3 separate regions of the Mus musculus genome follow, and all the other regions are linked to region 2. A link is a contact called in public Hi-C and promoter capture Hi-C data. All regions are on one chromosome and are shown on one strand. Each heading gives the region's core, a stretch centred on a gene start, on an enhancer-like site or on the middle of the called end of the contact. The rest is flanking DNA. Distances are from core to core; before and after follow the strand shown.

What was found. A called contact is a pair of places that touch in the nucleus more often than the background predicts. Capture Hi-C pulls out chosen DNA fragments and counts their contacts.
Region 1: a contact with region 2 is called in a Hi-C map of the C10 cell line, with 2.0 times the contacts expected there. The contact joins two enhancer-like sites. A contact is called at or near these places in 4 of 484 Hi-C or Micro-C datasets (the C10 cell line, the G1E-ER4 cell line, bone marrow-derived macrophages and 1 more), 1 of 115 datasets of contacts at active chromatin or transcription factors (embryonic stem cells) and 3 of 9 other capture datasets (adipose tissue, embryonic stem cells and liver).
Region 3: a promoter capture Hi-C map of adipose tissue shows a contact between it and region 2. The contact joins two enhancer-like sites. A contact is called at or near these places in 1 of 484 Hi-C or Micro-C datasets (erythroblasts) and 2 of 9 other capture datasets (adipose tissue and liver).

Annotation. Positions count from the first base shown.
Region 1 is chr6:108,369,615-108,373,264 of GRCm38.p6, forward strand. The region is part of intron 13 of Itpr1 (inositol 1,4,5-trisphosphate receptor 1); the gene reads left to right. Among named protein-coding and RNA genes, the nearest start is that of Gm35165, 100 kb to the right of the region's middle. Within about 2 kb of position 2,092, at least 8 of the 459 cell types and tissues checked have an H3K27ac peak or open chromatin away from gene starts, as enhancers often do.
Region 2 is chr6:108,247,559-108,251,429 of GRCm38.p6, forward strand. The region is part of intron 4 of Itpr1 (inositol 1,4,5-trisphosphate receptor 1); the gene reads left to right. Among named protein-coding and RNA genes, the nearest start is that of Itpr1, 36 kb to the left of the region's middle. Within about 2 kb of position 2,248, at least 103 of the 459 cell types and tissues checked have an H3K27ac peak or open chromatin away from gene starts, as enhancers often do. A contact at or near this core is called in adipose tissue, where this site is marked.
Region 3 is chr6:108,125,048-108,128,974 of GRCm38.p6, forward strand. All of the region lies in intron 7 of Sumf1 (sulfatase modifying factor 1), which reads right to left. Among named protein-coding and RNA genes, the nearest start is that of Sumf1, 59 kb to the right of the region's middle. Within about 2 kb of position 1,389, at least 7 of the 459 cell types and tissues checked have an H3K27ac peak or open chromatin away from gene starts, as enhancers often do. A contact at or near this core is called in adipose tissue, where this site is marked.

The DNA.
Region 1 (3,650 bases), core at 842-3,341, 120 kb after region 2:
TTGGCGCTCAAGCTAAAGGACCTTGGTTTGAGTCCCTGTCACCAAAGTAAAGCTGAGTGTAGAAGATGTAAAGCCTGCATCTGTAACCACAGTGCTTTTCTGACGAGGTGGGAACTAGAGATGGGACATGCCTGGAAGCTTCTGAGGCAGGCAGCCTCGCATGTCAGTGGTGAGCAAGAGACTGACTCATGCAAAGTGTGCAAGGCGAGAATTAACACCGAAGGTTGTCCTTCCTTTGACATCTGTATTCATGCAGGTGCGCGCGCGTGCACACACACACACACACACACACACACACACACACACACACACACACACCATTTAACAGTGCGATGTTTAGGTTAACAATCCATACCATAAGCAGTTCAGTAACTTTACCCCTTTCCCTCCTTCCCCAAACCTCAGCTGTCTCTTAACTGGCTAAAAAATTGAAGAGAAAAATTTAAAAAGTGAAAAATCACTGGGTACATAGTAAGCTTATTTAAAATATTAGGAGGTTAAATCAGTGTTCCTTTTCATGTATTTTATTCAACTTAGCTATTACTTTTGTTGCCTAAGAGTGTATTTTTCATAGCAGGGCAGTGGTGGCACATGCTTTTTAGTTTCAGCACTTGATAGGCAGACCCAGGACCTTTGTTGAGTTCAAGGCCAGCCTGGTCGGAAGTGAATTTCAGGACAGCCAAGGCTAGACAGAGAAATCCCATCTCAAAAAGCAAACAAACAAAAACATATTCTTATATCATGCTATAAATGGAAGAGCCAATCTTTAAACAAGTGTTGGCATTGTGTTTAACAAGTATTGTATTGTGCGTGATGTGTGTAAATGGCTGTGCATGCCGCTGTCAGCATGGTGATCAGAGGACAGCGTTTCTCTAGGCTCTAGGGCTCAAACTCAGATGCCATTCTTTTTCTTTTAAAAATTTTTTAGAGTTCTGTATTTTAATACATGTGTATGGATTTTTCGCCTGCATGAATGTCACTGCACAATGTGCTTGCCAGCTGCCCACAGACTTTACAGACAGTTGTGAGCTACCATGTGGGTGCTGGGAACCACACCCAGCCAGAGTTCTTAACCACTGAGGCATCTCTCCAACCTTCCCCAAGTGCCATACTTGGGTTACTATGATTGCTTTATGTATTGAACCATTTCACTAGCCCCAAAAGTCACTTATTTGTTTGTTTGCTTGTTTATTATTTATTTTGAGGTAGGGTCCCAGTTTGTAGCCCTAGCTGGCCTGGAACTCACATAGGTCTTCCTGCCTCTGCCTTTCAAGTCCTGGGATCAAAAGTGTGTACTAGCACACCTTGTCAAAAATCTGTTCTTGACAAAGTCAAGAACAATCTTATTCATTGAGTTTCAGTGACATGGGAAGCATAGTGCTAAGTAGATAGTAGACTCATCTTACATAATTTATAATTTTGTCATGTTTGAAGCGCTGTGAGCTAGGAATTATACATTCTCTTATAGAAAGACATTGAGACTCAGAGAGTTTAAGCAGTGTCATAAGTTAGAGTCCTGTAGCAGAGCTCGTATTGGTAAATGGCTAGGATATCATTGTCTCACGGTGACAGTCCTTCTCACTCTTCCGCTCTACATTGGGTGTCTGATGTCTCACTGGTGTTGACTGGGTTTTCATGGGACCCTTCACTGAGGACACCTCTGTGCTTCATTGTGCCTGCCTTGTCATTTTCCTGCTCAGCCCGAGGATGACTGGGAAACTTAACCTCACCCTGTGTAATTGCGGTCAGAATTCAGGATCCTTGACTTGTGCTCATTTGCTATTCCTGTCCCTTCCCAAAGGGAGAAGTGTAAGGTAGTGTCCACAGAGAACAGAACCTCTCAAGGCAGCCGGCCTTTGTTTGCTCTACAGCCAGATTCCTTGTTGTTAAGCTCTGCTGGCTTGGTAACCCCTTGAGAATCTGAGGCAGGCTACAGGTATCCGTCTGTAAAAGCCTGCAGGTATACACAGCTTTCTTCTAGATCTGTAACCTGTTATTTTAGTTTCCTTCAGAATTGCTCTAATGCAGGTAACCATAGATACTGTAACAAGCATGTCACGGCCAGAAGGCTGCATTTCCCAACACCTCTTCCTGTTCTCCAGCTTTTTTTTTTTTTTTTTTTTTTTTGCTTCCTCTTCTGTATGTTCCCTGAGCCCCACTGGTAGCAGTAGAATTAACTAGCAATATTCCATTTAGGTTGAACACTCAGTCTCTTATTCTCAGCACACTGATCAGGTCTGCCTCCCTCCGTTGACTTCTGTCCGCCACAAAAACGAACCTTCTCTGATTCAAAAGTCGAGTGCAGCCTTCATCTGCTGTGGTTCTATGGGTATAAGCGTGACTATTTACAAAGGCATGCTGATAGTGTGACCATTCCGCAGCATAAGAAAAGTAGACTCTGCTTCCAGGCCTATGACGTCCTTGGTCATGCATGTGCTTTTGACAAGGTTTACAGTGTAAGGCATAAAATTCCTTTTAGCAGAGTGGGCCTGAAATCCAATCAGAAAGAGGTTAGTTGCCTTATAACAACTGTGCCACTATTACCCAAATGGGCACATCATGCCTGGCAGGTCAGTAATGTTACATAAAGGGTTCAGCACTGGGTAAGACCATGGATGCCTGTTCTCCCTCATCTGCCTGCACAGCCCCTTCTGCCACCTTAAAAGTGGCAATCAGGGTGAATGTGTCTTGGGAGGTTTGGGATGGACATCCCTGTGTCCTACAGTCAGATCATGTGGTATCTTCAGCGGCAGGGTCCTTGCCATGTGGTTATGCTGGGTAAGCAAGGGCAATCCAATAGCCCATGCTACTCCATGCTACTTTAGGGAGCACTAGGAGTTTTCTTTACCAACAACTCATAGGGAGGTATCCCATGTCTTGTACTGCAGTGCTCATTTAATAACCCAAGGCTTCCGGAAGCAGCATTGTCCTCTCATGCAGAATGATTCTGTTCAAACTAACTTTTTTTTTAAGTTGGATTTTAAAATGAGCTTACTAAGTGGCGGGTTTCTGTTAGGCTTTTTCATAGATCCTGAGCTTTGGTTGTCCCTCTGGCTACCCCTTCATCTCTGCCATCCCCACTCAGTCTTTAATCTTCAGTCTCCTCCTCTCACTTCACGGTGTCCTGCTAGCCCGGCTCTTACTCTTTTTGTCTTTCAGTTGGTGTACATCAAGTGTGACTTTCGTGTGGCTAGCCCTCCCCTTCCCCCATCTTCTGAGTCTGCCCCCCACCCCTGTTCCCACCCCTGCTTAAGCCTTTCCTCCCCTGCTGCCTTCCACCTCCCTACTTCCAATTCTCCCATCATCCACCTCCTCCCTTAGCATCCTCTTCCCCCTACAGAAGGCCCCTTTCTAGTTGCCTGCCTTCCATCCCTGCTCCAAGTTAAACACATGAAACAAAAGATTTGAAGGCAGGATCTGTCTACGGGAGAGAGCAAGGGTGACCGTCTTTCAGGGTCTGGGGTACCTCACTCAGTATAATTTCTTAGAGTTCATCCTTTTACCTGCAGCTTTCATCTTGCCTTACAAGTGGGTAATAGTCCATTATTATTAGTATATTATGTATATATACCACTGTTTTCATATCTGTTCTGTTGATGGATGTTCATACTGAACCCTGGTTCCTAGCTGCTGGGAATAGAGCAGCCATG
Region 2 (3,871 bases), core at 998-3,497:
GGTTTATGTGGGTTTGAGGCCTACCTGGTCTACAAATCAAGTCCTGGATAGCTAGGGCTGTTACATAGAGTACATAGAGAAACCCAGTCTGGAGAAACAAAAATACCCCCACCCCCAAACAAACAAAACCAACCCAAAAAAGAGCCTTAGGGTTTTCTGGAGAGACTGACCCACTACATTTATCACACTGATAGATCATCCAGTTGGTACAAAGCATTGTCCTGATGAATGACTTCTTTCTAATCTTGCTGTGCAATCCACTTCCTTGCGGCAGGTCTTTATGTTCCCATTATGCAGATGAGAAGATGGAGGCTCCAAGAAGTTGAGTAACTGTCTCATAGACAGTCACTTGCCCATCCTAGGCTGGTTATCATTTACTCCACAAACATTTATTGGTTTCCTTCTACATGCAGCTACAGGCCATTTATTCTCCAGGGACAAGAGTTACCAGAATTCTCTGGGAAGGCATCTGTTCCCACACCACAGCAGTTATATATGCAAGGGGAAGAGAGCCGGCAGAGTACTTTCCTATGGGACGGGGGCAGAGTAGATGATGCTCTACATATGTGCCTTCTCTCTGGCTCTGCAGCACCTCCCCAGATCAGGACACATCTGTTTCATACCTAATGCTATTTGGGTTAACAGATGTTAGGAACTGGTCCAGTGTCATGTCACGCCTGAATGCCAGAGTCCTGAGGGCTGACCCTGTCCTTTCCCACCATTTGCCCTATAGATTGTCTTAAACCCCTGGCCTGAGGGTTCTGTAAGGGCATGGCCTTTGTCACTGGCATAGCTTCTAATTGAGACTAGACAAAATGTTACTTCTCTGTTCTTGAATTCTACCTAGCTTTTATTCAGACTTATTTCAATGAAAAGCTAAGAAGGAAGGAAAAAAGAAGGAAGGGAGGGAGGGAGGGAGGGAGGCAGGCAGGCAGGCAGGCAGGCAGGCAGGCAGGCAGGCAGGCAGGCAGGCTGGCTGGCTGGCTGCCTTGGACCCTTTGTTACAATGAATCTTCAGCTGTTCCCAACACTAGCTCAGGAATATGCATAATGTCCACATGATTGGGACATGTTTGTGGAGCCATTAAGGGTCTAGCCCAAGGCAGTGTAACCAGTGTCTGAGCATTTCAAGTTGGGTGTGAGCTGAAAGTCTCTGGTTCCTCAGCCTGGGCTCCGAGACACGACAGCCTGCGAGTCTAGCTCTTGCAATGAGCATGGGAGAAGCGTTACTTTCCTCTGTGAGTTGGACTGAGGCCCAGTGCATAGCTATGGATTTGAGGGCTAAGCCTCTGGCCTTTTTCCTTTTGCCAGACCTTTGTTCTCCTTTTCTAGAGTGCTTGCAGAATGTCAGTCCCTCTCTGAGGGGTCTTGGAGATTTAATAAGCTGTCTTAATGGGGGAAGGACTGAAGTGTTTTATATTTGGTCCATCCACTTTGTAATTAGCCTTGAAACTTCCTGGCAACGTTGGTAGGTGTCTCCACCAGGAGTGGCCTATTTCAGGGTCAGTGATACAAATAGTCAAAACCTACTTACTGGATCATAGACTTGCTTGTGGTTTAGGCCTAGGTAGGACACTGAGAAAAGGATGTCATGTGAGGCCAGAGCTGGAGGCTGGTTGGCTACTGCAAACGGCTTCATTATCTTGGAGAAACCACCGTGTCTTTATGTGTCTGTTTCCCCATTCGTTAAGTGCAGGTTTAGTGAAATATCTCCCCATATCCATTCCAGCTCTAGACACTGCAGCCGGCCGGGACTGGAAATGGGCAGGTTCATATTTCACAAGAAAGCATTGGTATTCAGGAGCCTGGAGCTGCCTAGAAGTAGATCTCCTTTTCCCTGGGATTACAAGTTGTCTCTGTCTAGATAAAAAGGAAACAGACAGACTTTCACCCTGAGGCCAGAAGGAGACACAGCCAGGATCTTGGGTCACAAAGGTCTTTCAGGGTGACTCTAACAAGCCTGCTGGCTTAGCTTTCTTTCAAACCCTGTTCCTTTGCTGCACATTGTTTTAATTGTTGCTAAGCAACATTCTCTCCTACCCCCCCCCCCCCTTCTTTTTGGCAAGGCATCCAAGGAATGAACCCATATCTTATTTAGTTTTAAATACCCACATGCAAAGGGGAGGGCCTAACTTAAATTTTGTTTGTTCTTCTGATTTTAATCCATGACAGGAATGCAGAGCTTACTCTTTGCCTGTCTTGTTAGGTAAGGGAAAAAAAAACCCATCAGTCTGTTGAAGGTACGCGTCAGAATCATGCCGTGGGGCATATTGAAGATATTGCCTATGTGTGAAGCTGCCTTGCAGGAGAGGCTCTTGCAACGTGTTCTTTATTCACAAAGTCAATTCAAATTTAATGAAAAGATTAGTAGGTTTTTATAATCTTCATTTCAGATTTGCTGGCTTATCTCAATCTTGCACCAACAGACTCCATTGAAAGGGAACAAAGCTGTAATTTAAATCAATTCCCTGGGCAACCTAGAATGCTTCCAGGGTGTTACACAATCAGTGGGGCTGGTTCCTGTAGCTTGATTATTGCAGGAGTCCCACACACTTCTTCCAGTAGCTCCCCGTGTGTTTCTGCCCACTTTCTTGACGATATGAGATGTGTGCCTGTGGCCTCTCGTATAATGAATGGACACAAGTACTCTCCTGCTCTGAGTCCATTTATTTTTGAATATTTGAGTCACCCTTGGCAAATAGAACTCAAGTGTCTGTTTCACATTCACTTACCCTAATAGTTAATTTACTTGTTAATGGGATTAATTTTCAGCTGTTTTATCCTGAAAATGTTCCCAGCAAAATAAATATGATTACCGTGTCCTCTAATTCAATCCCGCTGATGTGATGTGGCTTCTTCCATTCTAGAACAAATGGATTTTGAAATCCCAGCCAGAAGTAATTGGGTCAATTGTCATATCATTGTATGGTCCTTCTGACAGCAGAATGTAGTGCTTGATTAAGGACTTTTCTTTTGGCAAAGGGTTTTTATAGTCCTGTCTTAAGGGCATCAATGAAGATGAACATGCGGTGAATCACTTGAGCCTATGATAACTTTGTCTCTTCCTCGTTTGCCAAGTGAGAAAATCGGACTGGGATAACTAGGGTGCTGGAGACAGAGAATGATGCTGTGTCAGAATTGGGATTGGATTGTACCCAAAGCTTCCCTTTGTTCTTTGGGGTCATGGATTAAAGCAAAATAAAGTTTTGTCCCGTTTTCCTGTGTTAATAACCTGCCTTCTGTAAACACAAATAGGTGGTTGTGAATACTTTGTTCAGTCTTTACTTAAATTAGTTAAATCAATTTATTGAATCTTATAGTTTCCTTTATATACATCTGTTTATTTAGTCTTAGAACAATTCTAGAAGGAAGTTGCTCTTCTATGGATGGAGACGCTGATATACAAGAGGTACAGTGCTTGGTTTAAGGTCATACAGCTAGCAATGATAGAACCAGAATGGAAATCCAAGCAGTCTGGCCCCAACACAACTACTTTGCCCATTTTTGTGTCCTTCCCAAATATGTCAATCAGAGCTGCGTTCATAGACTAGAGATATATGCTAACTATAACCCTGACCTTCTAGTGTGGTGTTTATTACAGCTGCCTTCTACTTTTGTCTTTTCACCTAGACATGGGACATGTAGAAGTACCACAGATTGCCCTGCCTGTCTGGCCCCCACGCCTGTAGTGTTGATCCTTAGCAAAAGCCAGTTGTAGAAGAGTCAGTGTTTTTCCTGGTATGATATTTTGTGGTTCCCAGCCCAACTGTGTTTTCATTGATGACATTTCAAGTCAACTGGCCTCTGGTCTTCTCAGTATGCTGTCTCATGCTGTAATCTTTTTCCAAACTACACAAGTCTGGTACTCTAT
Region 3 (3,927 bases), core at 139-2,638, 120 kb before region 2:
TTCCCAAAGGTACTCATGAACTTAATAGCCCTGGTAGTGCATAACTTCACATTCAAATCCACAGAGAACATTTGATCTAGTTTGTCTAATGCTCAATTCCCAAGTAGAGTTGTCCAAGTCCTAATAAAATTCATGGTATGTTAATAATACTTGTAGACTGAAGACAGGCTGTTTTATACTCTAATAAAATTACCATAGCTAAAGTACCATCACAAAGTACAGTCTGACTCAACAATGGCATCAGACTTGGTTGAATTGATCTTTTTATCACTAAAATGAAAACAGAAACCTGTGGGTCAAAGATAGCAGAATTAATGTCACTTCAATATACATTGAAAAAAATCCAAAAATATTCCCCTTCTTCCTAAGGTCTTTCTGCTAGCCTAATTCAAATCATATCCCAACACCAGAGAGAAAAACTGAAATTCATAATTTTCTATTGGACAAGGGAAGCTATTCTTTGCTTTTAAAAATATTTAAACAGCAGTTTTGTGACTATCTCAAAATATCTCCCAATCCTGGGAGATGATCTGAATTCCTCCCTCTCTTTCATCCTTACATCCAAGTAGTCCAATTAGCTTTACCTCCAAAGGAGAGTTCTAATGAATGGCAGCTCATCATCTCCATGGCAACCTCTCTGATTCAAACTACCATCATTTGTCAGCAGAACCAACTATAATAGCCTCCTAACAGGCCTTTATAGCTTTCAAAATGGTACCTGGTGGGAGCCCAATAACATCTGTAGAATAGGTAAAAGGCTGGCATTATGAAAAAAAAAGCGAGACAAAATAGAATGCATAATATATAATTCCATTTATCTAAAACTGAAATCAATTCCACAGAATCTGTGCTTTCTAGAAAGAGGATCACAAATTTCTGAGGCATGAGACACAGAGGTTACAAGGTGACACAAGATGACTCCTATAGTCACTATTCTGATTGGGATTATTTCATGGACAATTATCAAACTGAACTAAAATGAATACTTCAAATATATGTGGCTTGTTGCATATAAATATCAATTATACCAAGGTAATCTGGGGAGTACTTGCTTGTTTATTTGCTTGTTTTGAGCCTGGGTCGCACCAGGGGAGACCTGGCTGGCCTGGAAGTCCCTATCTAGGCCAGGATGCCTCACGTTCATAGAGATCTGGCTACCTCTGTGTTTCAAGTGCTGGGAGGTATGAATGTCCAGCCACAATTGGGGTTTTTGAGTGGGGAAAAAAAACATATAATGATGAAAGTCAGCGTAAGCTGTAAGGCAGTAGAAGACTAAGCCGTTTTCAGGAAAACGCAAAATCTGAAGCAATTACTGAAGAGGTCTCTTCAAACACACGGACAACAGGCTTCTGGGCCTCCTACACATCACTGGGGACAAGAAGGAACAAGCACGGAGACAGCCAGGTCCACTGTGACCTGATAGTGAAGCTGACTGCAGAGCACAGAGGCTCAGCAGAGGATTTGTTTCTACTTTTATATGTTTGGAATTTTCTATAAACAAAAACACTTTTAAAGTCAAAGAACACAAGTGTTTAAACTAAAATAAATGAAAAGAAAGACTATGTCTTCTAGGACCCCAAATATTGGTCATCAAAGACTTCCTTCGAACTTTAAATGCAGAGGAATGCAGATTAAAGGGAGAGATTTTATTCTCTACAACCTTGAGAAGTGAACTCGGTTGAGTGCTAAGAATTGGGAGTTAAGTTGCCCTTGCCCTGGTTAACTGTGTGCTGGGTTCCCTGGCACACTTGACTTCTAGGCAAGCCTTCCAGCTGGCAGATGACATGGACTCCATAGGCAAGGTTCCAGCAGCCCAGGGCAACAAAAACATCATCCATGCCTGCATACTAACACAGCAATAGGGGCATCATGGGTGTGACTAAGACAGGTTCTGCTCACCGTTCCTACAAGTTTCTTCAGCCACTTCTGCCATCTTCTATTATTAGGCAAAGTACCACTACTGTAAGCCAGGATATTGCAGCATCCTGAGAGCGGGAGTGATGGGTGCTGATCATCAAATCTGCCGCTCCCCAACCCCCTTTAAAGAAAGGCACTCTGCTTTCAAACATCCCATAATGTAAAACATTGTTCTACATCACAATTACTGCCTTTTTATGCCATCTGATTCCCAAAGATGAACCTGAAAACAGGAAGTATTATTTTAAGGATAAGGAAATTGGAAGCCTGAGAGTAATGACATGTTTGCCTTGTCCTAGGCTCACAGCTATTGAGCAGAGAGGGCTGTGCAGTCATAGAGTCCACGCCATCAGAACACCATGGACCCTCAAACTGACCTTGCCTCTAAGCAATCAACCATCTTCGAGATGTCACAGAATCTCTTCCCAAGGTACAAAATAAGATGTCCCAATAATTCTTTTATGCTCAGTATTCACGTGAAAGGGAATTTTAAGAGTAAGTACATAAAAGCACTACTGAGAATAAAGCTTTTTGAATTAGGTGAAATGTTATTTATTCCCTAGGAAAGAATCAATGAAAAGTGTACCCTAGCTGGGCATGGTGGTAAATGCCTTTAATCTCAGCACTTGGGAGGCAGAGGCAAGAAAGAAAGAAAGAAAGAAAGAAAGAAAGAAAGAAAGAAAGAAAGGAAAGGAAAGGAAAGGAAAGGAAAGGAAAGGAAAGGAAAGAAAAGAAAAGAAAAGAAAAGAAAAGAAAAGAAAAGAAAAGAAGGAAAGAAAGAAGGAAAGGGGGAAAGGGGGAAGGGGGAAGGAGGAAAGGAGGAGAGAGAACAAGAGAGAAAGAAGTTTAATTATTGCATTAAAAGAGGAAGGGGAAGGTGATGGCAGAGGAAGGTCAAAGGTAGAGGGAAGTTCAAATTAGGAGCACAGCCTATGTGAGAAACACAAACCAAATGAACAGCTTCCCAGGTTCTCATTAGAGAAGCACAGACTCCTGCAGTGGCGAATTCAAGCAGTGCCCCCTGCTTTTGAGGTGAAGGAGAAGAGCCATTTCCTTCGTTCTGTTTGTTCTACTCATGCTAGGTCAAAAGGGAAGAGAATCCTTGAAACTTCATCCAAGTTGCTCACACCAGGATGGATGGCACTCCATTGTCTAAAAACCTACAATTTTTGCTTCTGGGATCATGCATAAAATATGGTATTAAACACACTAATTCTACTCACAGAATAAGGAGCATGCAAGTAAACCTAGAGGCTGATACTTATCACATACACACTATATGTAAGTACTGCCTTATGTCTTACATCTGTAAAACGGCCAGTCACTGTAATAAGTTCAATTATTATCATTATTATAAGGTAACCTTATAATGTATCGTTTAAATAAATGTTTAAAAAACAAAGGCTTTATTAACTATTAACAATCATGCCAGCACAGGCATGTGCAGACCCTCAGTCATTTGCCCCATTTTTTTTCAAATAAAGAATTAAGGACGAGACAAGGTGAGAAGCCTACCAAGGTCAGAGGCAGGTCGGGGTCAGGGTTCAAGCCCAGGCCGTCAGGTGGTCTGTGTGGGCTACCTCATATAGCATCGTATTTTTGCCACAAATGACTCAGCTGTTCCAGCTGAGGCACATACGCCTTCCTTTCCAGAGTCTTTTCAGGAAAAGGCCTACAACTCATGAAGAACCATGAGTGACTGGGTCACTGATTTTAAAGGACACTGATTAGCTTCACCTGTCCCACATCCCCACTGGGTTTTTTTTTGGGGGGGGGGGGTGAGTGAGAAAGGCTCACTATATTCCAGGCTAGCCTCAAACATTTTATATATGAAAAACTAGAGAAAGTGGTTATGGGAATGAATGAATACACAGGGGCCGGGGAAGTCATCTGACTGCCCTATTTCAGGCTAGTGTCTGGAATGGGGACTTCGTCTTATAAGACTAAGATCTTAATTTTTGGGCTCTCGGCTAACACCAGGACATCAGAACTCCTGAGCTAAGATCACTG